Linked DNA regions of Mus musculus: all the other regions are linked to region 1. A link is a contact called in public HiChIP or PLAC-seq and Micro-C data. All regions are on one chromosome and are shown on one strand. The core of a region is the stretch at or near the end of the contact, and the rest is flanking DNA. Distances in the headings are between cores, read along the strand shown.

Evidence for each region. Hi-C and Micro-C count contacts between places; a contact is called where the count stands out from the background. HiChIP or PLAC-seq counts read pairs in DNA pulled down with a chosen protein or histone mark.
Region 2: a contact with region 1 is called in a FOXA1 HiChIP or PLAC-seq map of pancreatic cancer cells. The contact joins two enhancer-like sites. A contact is called at or near these places in 1 of 115 datasets of contacts at active chromatin or transcription factors (pancreatic cancer cells) and 1 of 9 other capture datasets (embryonic stem cells).
Region 3: a Micro-C map of muscle stem cells shows a contact between it and region 1, with 3 times the contacts expected there. The contact joins two enhancer-like sites. A contact is called at or near these places in 3 of 484 Hi-C or Micro-C datasets (muscle stem cells and uterus) and 4 of 115 datasets of contacts at active chromatin or transcription factors (the 230-238 cell line, heart atrium, pancreatic cancer cells and 1 more).

The regions. Positions count from the first base shown.
Region 1 is chr4:105,935,797-105,938,880 of GRCm38.p6, reverse strand. No RefSeq gene overlaps it. Among named protein-coding and RNA genes, the nearest start is that of Gm29922, 92 kb to the right of the region's middle. Within about 2 kb of position 1,505, at least 50 of the 459 cell types and tissues checked have an H3K27ac peak or open chromatin away from gene starts, as enhancers often do. A contact at or near this core is called in muscle stem cells and pancreatic cancer cells, where this site is marked.
Region 2 is chr4:105,576,254-105,579,337 of GRCm38.p6, reverse strand. It overlaps the pseudogene Gm12726. Among named protein-coding and RNA genes, the nearest start is that of Gm40217, 260 kb to the right of the region's middle. Within about 2 kb of position 1,452, at least 6 of the 459 cell types and tissues checked have an H3K27ac peak or open chromatin away from gene starts, as enhancers often do. A contact at or near this core is called in pancreatic cancer cells, where this site is marked.
Region 3 is chr4:106,194,058-106,197,141 of GRCm38.p6, reverse strand. No RefSeq gene overlaps it. Among named protein-coding and RNA genes, the nearest start is that of Gm12724, 42 kb to the left of the region's middle. Within about 2 kb of position 1,436, at least 53 of the 459 cell types and tissues checked have an H3K27ac peak or open chromatin away from gene starts, as enhancers often do. A contact at or near this core is called in muscle stem cells, where this site is marked.

The sequences.
Region 1 (3,084 bases), core at 256-2,755:
GTACTTAGGATAATTAGAAATGTGAAGTTTTCAAGTAGAAAAATCATTAACTCTGACATTCTAATCAACCTTGGAATTGATGCCAATCTGAACCCTTGGCTACTGAGCAGACATTTTTTGATACGTAGCTGTGTGATCTTTTCCTTTGAGTAGAAGATTAAGGGCACAGTTTGGAATCATATGGAGAGTGTTAGCATAGCGTTTCATTTCCAAAGTGGCCTTAATTATAATTACAGGGGCACCATTTGGGGACAAATGGGGACTCTTCTATATTAGTCTTGTTTTCTTTCCATCTCTGTATTATGTGTAGTTAGACTATTTTGATTAGAAAGCGTGACACCCCAAATTCTTAGCACAATGCTCAGATAAGTCTTTTCACTAAAAAATGTCAAGCAAGCCCAACATCCTCAGCTCCTGGGATACAGACACAGTGTCCTGTAACCCATGTACTCAGATGCTCAGGATAAGGGTAGCAGTGTCCAACCCACAGAGGATGCTACAAGAATTTGGAGCTTCACAATGATTGTGCCAGAGATTCAGTTCCTAGCCTTCATTCCAAAGCTCCATTGTTTGTTTATTCCCATTCCCCAAAATTCTCTCGAGTCATGGATGCTTTGGTTGTTGGGAACAAACCCCAGTGTCTTACTTTTCTGGTGCAAACACAAAAGTTTACAGAGAATAAACCTTTGGGTAAGGAATAAGATTGTGTGCTTCCTCTTTCCATTGAGAAGGCATTTCACGGCTTTATGCCCTCAATCTCAGTCAGGCGTCACCTTCGTGTCTGAGGAAGAGTGGGAGAAATGGTAGATAAGACGAAAATGTAAGAAAAATCCCCAATGACTGGATCCCACGACTGAATCTCCCAAAGGCAAGAGCAAATGATTAGAGCTGTTTCCTTCTGAGTCCTCTAATATTGAAGCTGCCATGTCGGAGGGTGATCAACTGAAGGTAGTTTTGTTTCATTCTACTCAACCGGAGCTGAGCCTCGAGTGGTGGAGGGTCAGTTGCTCAGCAGTGCTGTAGTCTCTCTGTGGGCATTCCTTCTTCACGAATCATTCAGTTTCCTTCTGACTGCATACAGCTTTGTAGTGTGTGAGCCAGGCAGGCTCTCACTTCTCAGACACCCAGTTTTGTAACTCTGGAGGTGACTAAGTTGATGCCTAAACCAGAAGGTATCTTCCGTGTGTTGAAATGTGAGAGAGGCAGGAGGGACACTGAGACCCATGATCGGCAGGTCTTTCTGATCCTCTCTGGTACTGAACAGCCTTCAGGAGAAGATGGACTAGGGAATGGCCTGTGGGCCAGAGCTTTGGAGGTCTCTCTCAGCCATGGGTGGAAGACTCATGGCTTTCTGGCTGACCTCTAGCTAGAGGCTCTCAGTCTCTCTTTCCAAGGCCACTAACTAAGAAACCCTCCATAAAAGCTCCCTTATAGCCTGAGCTCCTAAGTATGTTTGTGACTAGCCCCGCTCTGACCCACAGCTGTGTCATGAAGCTAACTCCCAGCAGCTGGCTGTGGCAATGTGACACTGGGTTCTCTGATTTGTGATTGTTCCTTGTTCTCTGGGTAGCTCTGACTTAACCACTGAGTTCCTCCTCTCAGCCACAGACCTCTGAGACATGGGGCACGCCAAATGCACCTCCTCTCTGCTGGGCACCGCTAGTCTTTTACTGGGGATGGACTTATCATTTGGATGGATTTTCTGCTTCCTAATCCTGACCTGGGAGCCACACTATTGGACCAGTGAACTATTTCCTGTTTTTCTGGGTTACCCTTCTGTCTCCTCCGTCTGAGATTTCAATGCTCTTTCACCCTTTAGGATAGACTCTATCTAAATAACCTCTTCATTCAGTTTCCTTCAGTCAACACATAGAATCTTCTATTTCTTGCCAAGACACTGATGGAAGAATGTTGGACTGTGTAATTGTGGTTTGTGGTTAACATGGTTGCCCTTAAAACCCTTTCCTGAAACCAGGAGCCATCTAGCCTAGAGAGATGGCTCAGCAGTTAAGAGCTCATACTACTCCCGCTGTGGACTTGCGTTCAGTTCCTGCCACTTTATTAGGTGGCTCGCAACCATCTGTAACTCTAGCTGCAGGGGATCTGACACCCTCTTCTAGACTCTGTAGGAACCTGCATTTATGTGCAGTCATGTGCCCACCCCCACTCTATGCCATACACATAATTAAAAATGTAAAAGGTGGTGGAGGGATGCTTCAATATTACTGGTGCTCCTCTAGAGGACCAGGGTTACCAGCACCCACATGGCAGCTCACAATCCTTTGTTACTTTAGTTCTAGTGGATCTTCTGGCTTCCATCACAGGATTTTTATGACAGGAGAAGCCTCCTTCATAAATGTCCACCTTACTGGGACATTCAGGTCTGTATTCAACTGTAAGCATCACGAAACAGTCCTTCCTTTATTCCTGTACAAGTCAGCATCCAAGCATATTGACGAGCACATATATATCTATTTTTATATTTGAATCTTTAATTAATGAAAACTGTGTGAAAGATAATCACTGGCTGTTTTCTTCTTCACTGAGGACTATATCGCGTGACTTAGATAAACTCCACAACTGAGCACTTTGGAGGAGAGACAGTGCCAGTAAATGGCTTTGTTCAAAGGTTCCCTAAATTTTCGTACCAAGGATTTTTCCTTATCTCTTCTCCATCATTTTTAATTTAAAAAGAATTCTATATTTCCACTGTCAAGTATACAAAACATGAAAGCCAATGGCAGAAAGCATGAGTCTTTAGGGTTGACCTAGTGTTACTTGGAAGGACTTGGTGTGTTAGTGAGGGTGTGGCAAACGGGAAGGCGAAGCAGTGTGAGGAGTAATAACTTATGAGAACCCCCTGTCACCATCGTTCTTCTTCCTGGGAACCCACAGAGGAGCTCACTGCTCTGTGTTTTCTCTGCTGCTTTCTGTGTATTGCTATGTGCACAGCGCTCGGACTGCTATGCCTGTGCTCAGCGCTTGCCTTCACTGATCTGAAGTCATCGTTGTTCTTCACACACGTTTGTTTCCGTGTGAGAGTGGACAAGTTATCAATGGGGTCGTGATCACAACATGCTTATA
Region 2 (3,084 bases), core at 203-2,702, 360 kb after region 1:
AAACCCAACTCTAAAGTTTGTACTCATCAAATTCCCAAGCAGCCACTTCAGTGAACCAGAAGATTCCATCATAAAACCGTCAATTCTATCTCGTGCACCAACACATCCAGGGTCAGTTTCAGGACTTTTTACCTTTTACAGGCTCTTACACACAGGACACCACTTGGCACAAACACTATATACACTTAATCTCATAAGCAGATAATGCAAAGTACATCAGAAAAAAGATATGCCATCACCTGCCGATTTCATTTATTGCACTTTAACTTCTACAGTTTCACAAAACACTCATGACAATCTGTAGACTAGTTTTAACAAATAACACCTTTAAGCAGAAATGACTATCCTAAATTGTTTATTGGATATGAATTTTACAAATATCACGTGTATTAGTGGTAATGGTGGAGCTGGAGAGTATTGCGCCTTCTCCAGGCTGCACGACGGGAACCACCAATAGTGTGGTGGAACTTGTGGCCCTTTCCAAGGCCACGGCTCTTTCGGCTAACAGATGTGGGCCCATGCCTCTCTCTGTGCTTGTGGACTGGTTTGGTGATCCACTGGGTGTCAGGATTTCTTCTGATAGCTTTATGGAACGGATCAATGAGGATAACCTCAAAAACTTTATATGTGGAATCTTCACCAACCCAGTAGGAATTCAGGACTCTCAAAGCCCCACAATGGCACCCAGCTCTCTCCTCAGCAACAGACTTAAGGCTTCAGGCAAATTTCAGCTGGTTAACACCATGGTGGACAGGCTTGCCGTAAGTTGCACCCTTAGGATCTGGGCGTTTACGACCACCACGGCCGACATGAATCCTGTAAATGACATAGCCTTGCTTAGCCTTACCCCAGTCTTCGAGCTTTATCAGGCCAGGTGGGGCGGGGAGCCCTGTGCAGCGCAGGGAGCTGGCGGTATTGCCAACAGCGGACCCTCAGAAGAAAGCGCATCAAGTCGGACTGCTTCTTCCTCCATAGCTCCTGGATGTATTTGTATGCACTCATCTTGGCTCACCTGATGGCTGTCGCCAAGAGGAAAGGAAGACACCTTTCTCCCATAATCCATTTTGTCCAGCACATCCACTCTTAAATACTGCGGCATGATCCCCTCAGTAGAGACGAAAGGCACAAAACACAAAGAATTGAAAAATGAATTCAAAGTCAGGCTCCTCCCAGCTAAGCCACACTAAATGGAAAGGGTAGCTGTGCTTTATGTGTTAATGTTAGCCTACACTTAGGAATGCAGAAATTCACTCTGCATAAGTGAGGGTAGACAGAGGCTCTGAGAAACCTAAAAGATCTGCAGTGGTCTTGTTCAAAATGGCCTCGGTGGTTCTTCCTGGGACATAATGAATAAAACAATAATAACATGGTCACGGATTTCTGCAGTGGCATCCGAATGACTCACTAAACAGGAGAAGGAACAAGTCGCACCCTGATGACCAACAGTGCAAAGACAAACCAGCCCACTAAACCACAGGGCTTGATGACAGGTTTCTTCCCGGGCTCCGGTGGGAACCCCGGGTTCACTGAGAATGCAGTCGTTCATTTCATCATCTGAGAGAGGGGAGGGCAGCAGCAGCCATAAGGACTGAAGGGTCTTGAGGGAGAGAGAAAATCACTCAAAAGAGTAGAAACCAGTAGTTTTTCCACCATCCAGATAAGCTTCCCCCTCCTTCTTCTCGGTACTAACTAGGGATGAGTTTTGTAAGCAAGATTATGGAAAGAGAAGCCAGCTGTGTCTCTTATCACATCAAGGTCATGATAGTTTTGAGAGTTCAGTCATCCTGCCTAAAGTGGGCATCTTCCTAAGCTCATTTAGAAATCACTTATTAGCTACTCAAGATGCACTGGAAAAGCAGAAATGGAATCATTACTTATATCTGTATTTTGTTTATTGCTAGGTATTGTAAACCCATTCAAATAATACCTATTTATAAAACCATTGCCTCTCTCTCTCTCTCTCTCTCTCTCTCTCTGTGTGTGTGTGTGTGTGTGTGTGTGTGTGTGTGTGTGTGTGTGTGTGTGTGCGTGCGCACGTGCACACGTATATGTGGCATATGTGTGTTCCTCATGAAGCCCTGTGTGTGTGGTTGTGCATGTCTGTGCATGGGCATGTATAGAGGCCAGAGGAGAACCTGAGGTGTCCTCCTCTCTTCCTCTCCGCTTATTTCCTTTAGACAAGGTCTCTCTCACTGAACTCTGAGCCCCACTTATTCGGCTCCACTGGCTGACTCTTGAGCCCAGCTATCCCCTGACTCCCTACCCTGGTGCTGGACTTCCAGGCACTCTTGGTTCCACTGGACTTTCTCCATAAGTGCTGGGAATTTGAATTTAGTTCTCCATGCTCGCACAGCCATGTGTTTACCCACTGACCCTTCTCTCTGCCCCTCAAAAAATAATTTTGATTGCCTACTCTAAGTTAGAAAAAAAAGCAGTGAATTTGGTGTATAAAGTGAGGTTGAGTTTAATCACTGGTCCAACTTCAATTAAGCACCTGCACTACAGAACTGGGATTGAACTTGGGTTATGTCTGACCACAAAGCTCACAACTTTTCTATCTCGCCATCCCAGCTAGATATAAATTTTAAAACAACAACATTCTCCACTTATTGACTGACTTTGACTTCCTCCATGTCTTTAAAGCGATATACATGTTTTCCTCTTAAACACTCCTCTGATCCTCACGAATGAAGAGGGCCTGGTGGGTAAAGGCTCTTGCCTCATAGCCTTAGAACCTGAGGTCAGTTCCTGGAACCCAGCTGAAGATGGAAGATGAGAATCATCTCTGCAAGGTTGTCCTTGGACCTCTCACGTGCATCATGGAGTGGAGCCTCCCTGCACCCTTCCTGTCCCCCCCCCCCACACACACACACACACACTGACACAATCACACACAATAACAACTAATTAACAAAAAAAAGTCTGGTGCCTATGTATTTATGTCATCTGACTAGTCATTCAGCTGACACAGTTTCAAGTAAACACTATTCAGCTCTAAGCAATTAAGCACCACCACACTGGTTCTAGGGATGGCCCCAGGATTTCAACATCCAACAGACTTGGAGATCTACCACATCAGAAACT
Region 3 (3,084 bases), core at 187-2,686, 260 kb before region 1:
CATCCTGCCGGTAGAGGTGTGTGGTAAGGGGTTTGAGTTCCCTAGATGAGGTCAGAGAAGGGAAGTCCTGCCAATGAAGGGGGCCCTCCATATTATGCCAAGTCTCAGAAGGCTATCTGGTCAATGGTAGAATTCAACCTTAATTAGCAGAGTTTTCCCATGTAATATGTGTATAGGTCTGGCACATTGTGGAAGCGTATTGAGAATTGTTTGTCTTTGTTCTTACCGGTTGTCTTTGAATAGAAGACAGGAAAGCCAAGGGGCAGGGCTCAGGGGCTGTGTGAGGAGTAGGAAAGAAGAGCTGGAGGGGATAGAAGACAGCAAGGAACAGTGTCTTCCAGACACAACAAGGATGACACACCTAAGAACTCACAGAGACTATGCCAGCATGCACAGGGTCTGCACGAGTCCCCGTGCTAGGAGGGAAGTGGACACAAACCCACATCCCTAACTCAGATGCTAATCTCCAGGTGATAACCACTCACAAAGCACAAATTAGTTTTCTCCAGTGGAGACTTACTGGATACGCAAACCACACTGAAGGGCAGACCTCTTGACTAGCAGAAGATGGCAACAGGAAATGGGCTCAATAGCATTTGTTTGGGAATTTCTTTTTCTTTTTCTTTTTGGCCTTACTGGTCTTTTGTGTGCATATCATGCTTTCTGATTCTGTGTTTTTATGGTTTTTCTCTCTCTGTTTCTGATGTTTTTCCTTTTTTCTCTTTTAGTTTTATTTTTATTCTGGTTTGTTTGTTGGCCTGTTTGTTTTCTGAAGAGAGAAAGAAAGGTCATAGAGTTGGGTGGGAGGGAAGGGGGAGGATCTAGAAGGAGTTAGAGGAGGAGAAATTGGGATCAGTACATATTATATACTATATATATGTATATATAGTACATGTCACTTGTATAAAATTATTTTCAATAAGAATAAGTGCTAGAAAATTAATTAGAGGGAACTGTTTCTAATTTTGTAGATGAAAAAGCCCAGTTATAGAGACAGATGGCTTTGCTTAGGTGGAGGCCATCTATGGTGACACTGGGAGAAGTCATTGGGCCTAATTCCCAATTCCTATTTCACATATCACACTCCTGCATAAAATGTGGCATATTTGTCATGACTATAGCGTATGACATCATTCAACACTGGCTGGCCACTCTCTCTGTTGCACAATCCTAGGGCTTCATCTTGTTTACCAGGGGAAAAGGTTATTTTGACCAGCTCAGATTTTTCCCTTAGAGATCAAGTTAGTATCTTTATTTATTACTGAAGTTTCAGTCTGTGACAAGTCAAGTTTATGAACAATATTAACCTTAGGACACGGAGAGGGCCCAGGAATGTTTATATTCCCCTGCTGTAAAGTGTTCTCTTGGACTCCTGTCCATCCACAGCATCGATGGGTGTTACCTAAGCTGGAGATGTGGCAATCACATGCTGGTCTGAGTCATCTGGACTTTCTCTCAGCTCCTGCAGGACTTTCCATCTGTGGGTTCTCTTCTCATTTTCCTGTCCTCCCTGGGGAATTGGTTTCAGCTGTGTCTCCTACACTGACAACTGCCAGTCTCCAGGCCAGCTCTCTCTGGCCACCTTTAGATTTCCATTTCCAATGTTTTCTGGACAGATCCAAAGGAAGGTCTTTGGAGACCTCCACCCTAGCCCTCCCCTCCCACAGGGTGTTGACACCTTCCAGATCTGCTGCTCCGACTGACAGACATCTGGAGTGGTACCTCTGTCCACCAACGGGGAGGCAGAATAGTTAGCTACAGGAACGTCTCCTGTCACTTCCCAAACACACTCTGTATTTTTAGTCTAAGTCTCTGATGTGGACCACAGGCACTGCCTGCTCAGATCCAGCTCTACCCAGCTTGGTTTCTGGTGCTGTCTGTCACTCATCGCTCCACTCTTCTATTTACCTTACATTGCCACTGATGTCTGGGAGAGCCCAATTGCTCTTACAGACTGTTTCCTTCGATGCCTTGATTTCCCAGTTGTGTCTAGCTAACACATCCTCATCTGTTGGGTCTCAGCTCAGATTTCATGTCTTAGGGATCCCTTTCTAGAGACTTCTGCACCACTGCAATTGAAATGTTCCTATTACTTTTCTTCTGCCATAGGTTCCAAGTTATAATTGCAGGTTTATCTTGATGCCCATGTGATTATTTATTTTAGTTAAGCATTTTTCATCGATTGTACTTGGGGCTGTGTTATATAAGGGCACTTTCATACGAATACAAATTTCATACAAATTGAGTATAGTCTCCCACCATATCCTCTTCCTTTTCTTCTTCCCTCTTGTCCTGTTAGGTTCCTTTATTCCCTTTGTCAGCTTCCCTCTACTTCCATGCCACAGATACATGCATAATTCCTATAATATAAAATCTAGGAAACACAAAATAGAGAAAACATGATGTTTGTCTTTCTGAGGCAGGATTAATTTGCTCTGTGATTATCAGCAGTTGTATTGACTCTCCTGCAAATGTTATAACTTTGTTCTGTGCCATGGTTAAAACAAACTCCATTGTGTATATACACAACATCTTTGTCATCTGTTCCTTCATTGATGGATGCCTCCCTATTATGGGTAGTGTTGCAGAAAACATCAATGCGCAGGTATCTCTGCGATGTGCTTGCTCAGAGTTCTTTAAATATCCAGGTTCACTACCTGGCAGAAGCAATTTATGGGAGGAAGAGCTCCTTTTGGCTCAGAGTTAACAGGGTTTCAATCAATCACGGCAAGTAAGGTACGGTGGCTGGAGTGAGTCAGTCACAGGATTGGGAATGCGCAGAAGCTCTCTCTCACACGTCACTCACCAGGAGACAGAGTTCTAGCAGGACCTGGGCATGGAACCCTCAAGGCCTACATCATCTGGCTAGGTCCTGGGTCCCAAAGGTTCTGCAACCTACTAAAACAGCCCCATTAGCTGGGGACGAAATGTTCAAACATCTAAGCTTGTTGAGGACATTTCACATTCAAATAATGACAGCTAACTTCGGAACAATGGTCTCCCCTGATACCTGCACAGTGTGCTTGGCATAAAGTGAGCCCTCAGTAAGTAGCCATTCAATAAACGAACAAGCAGTCTGTGTTC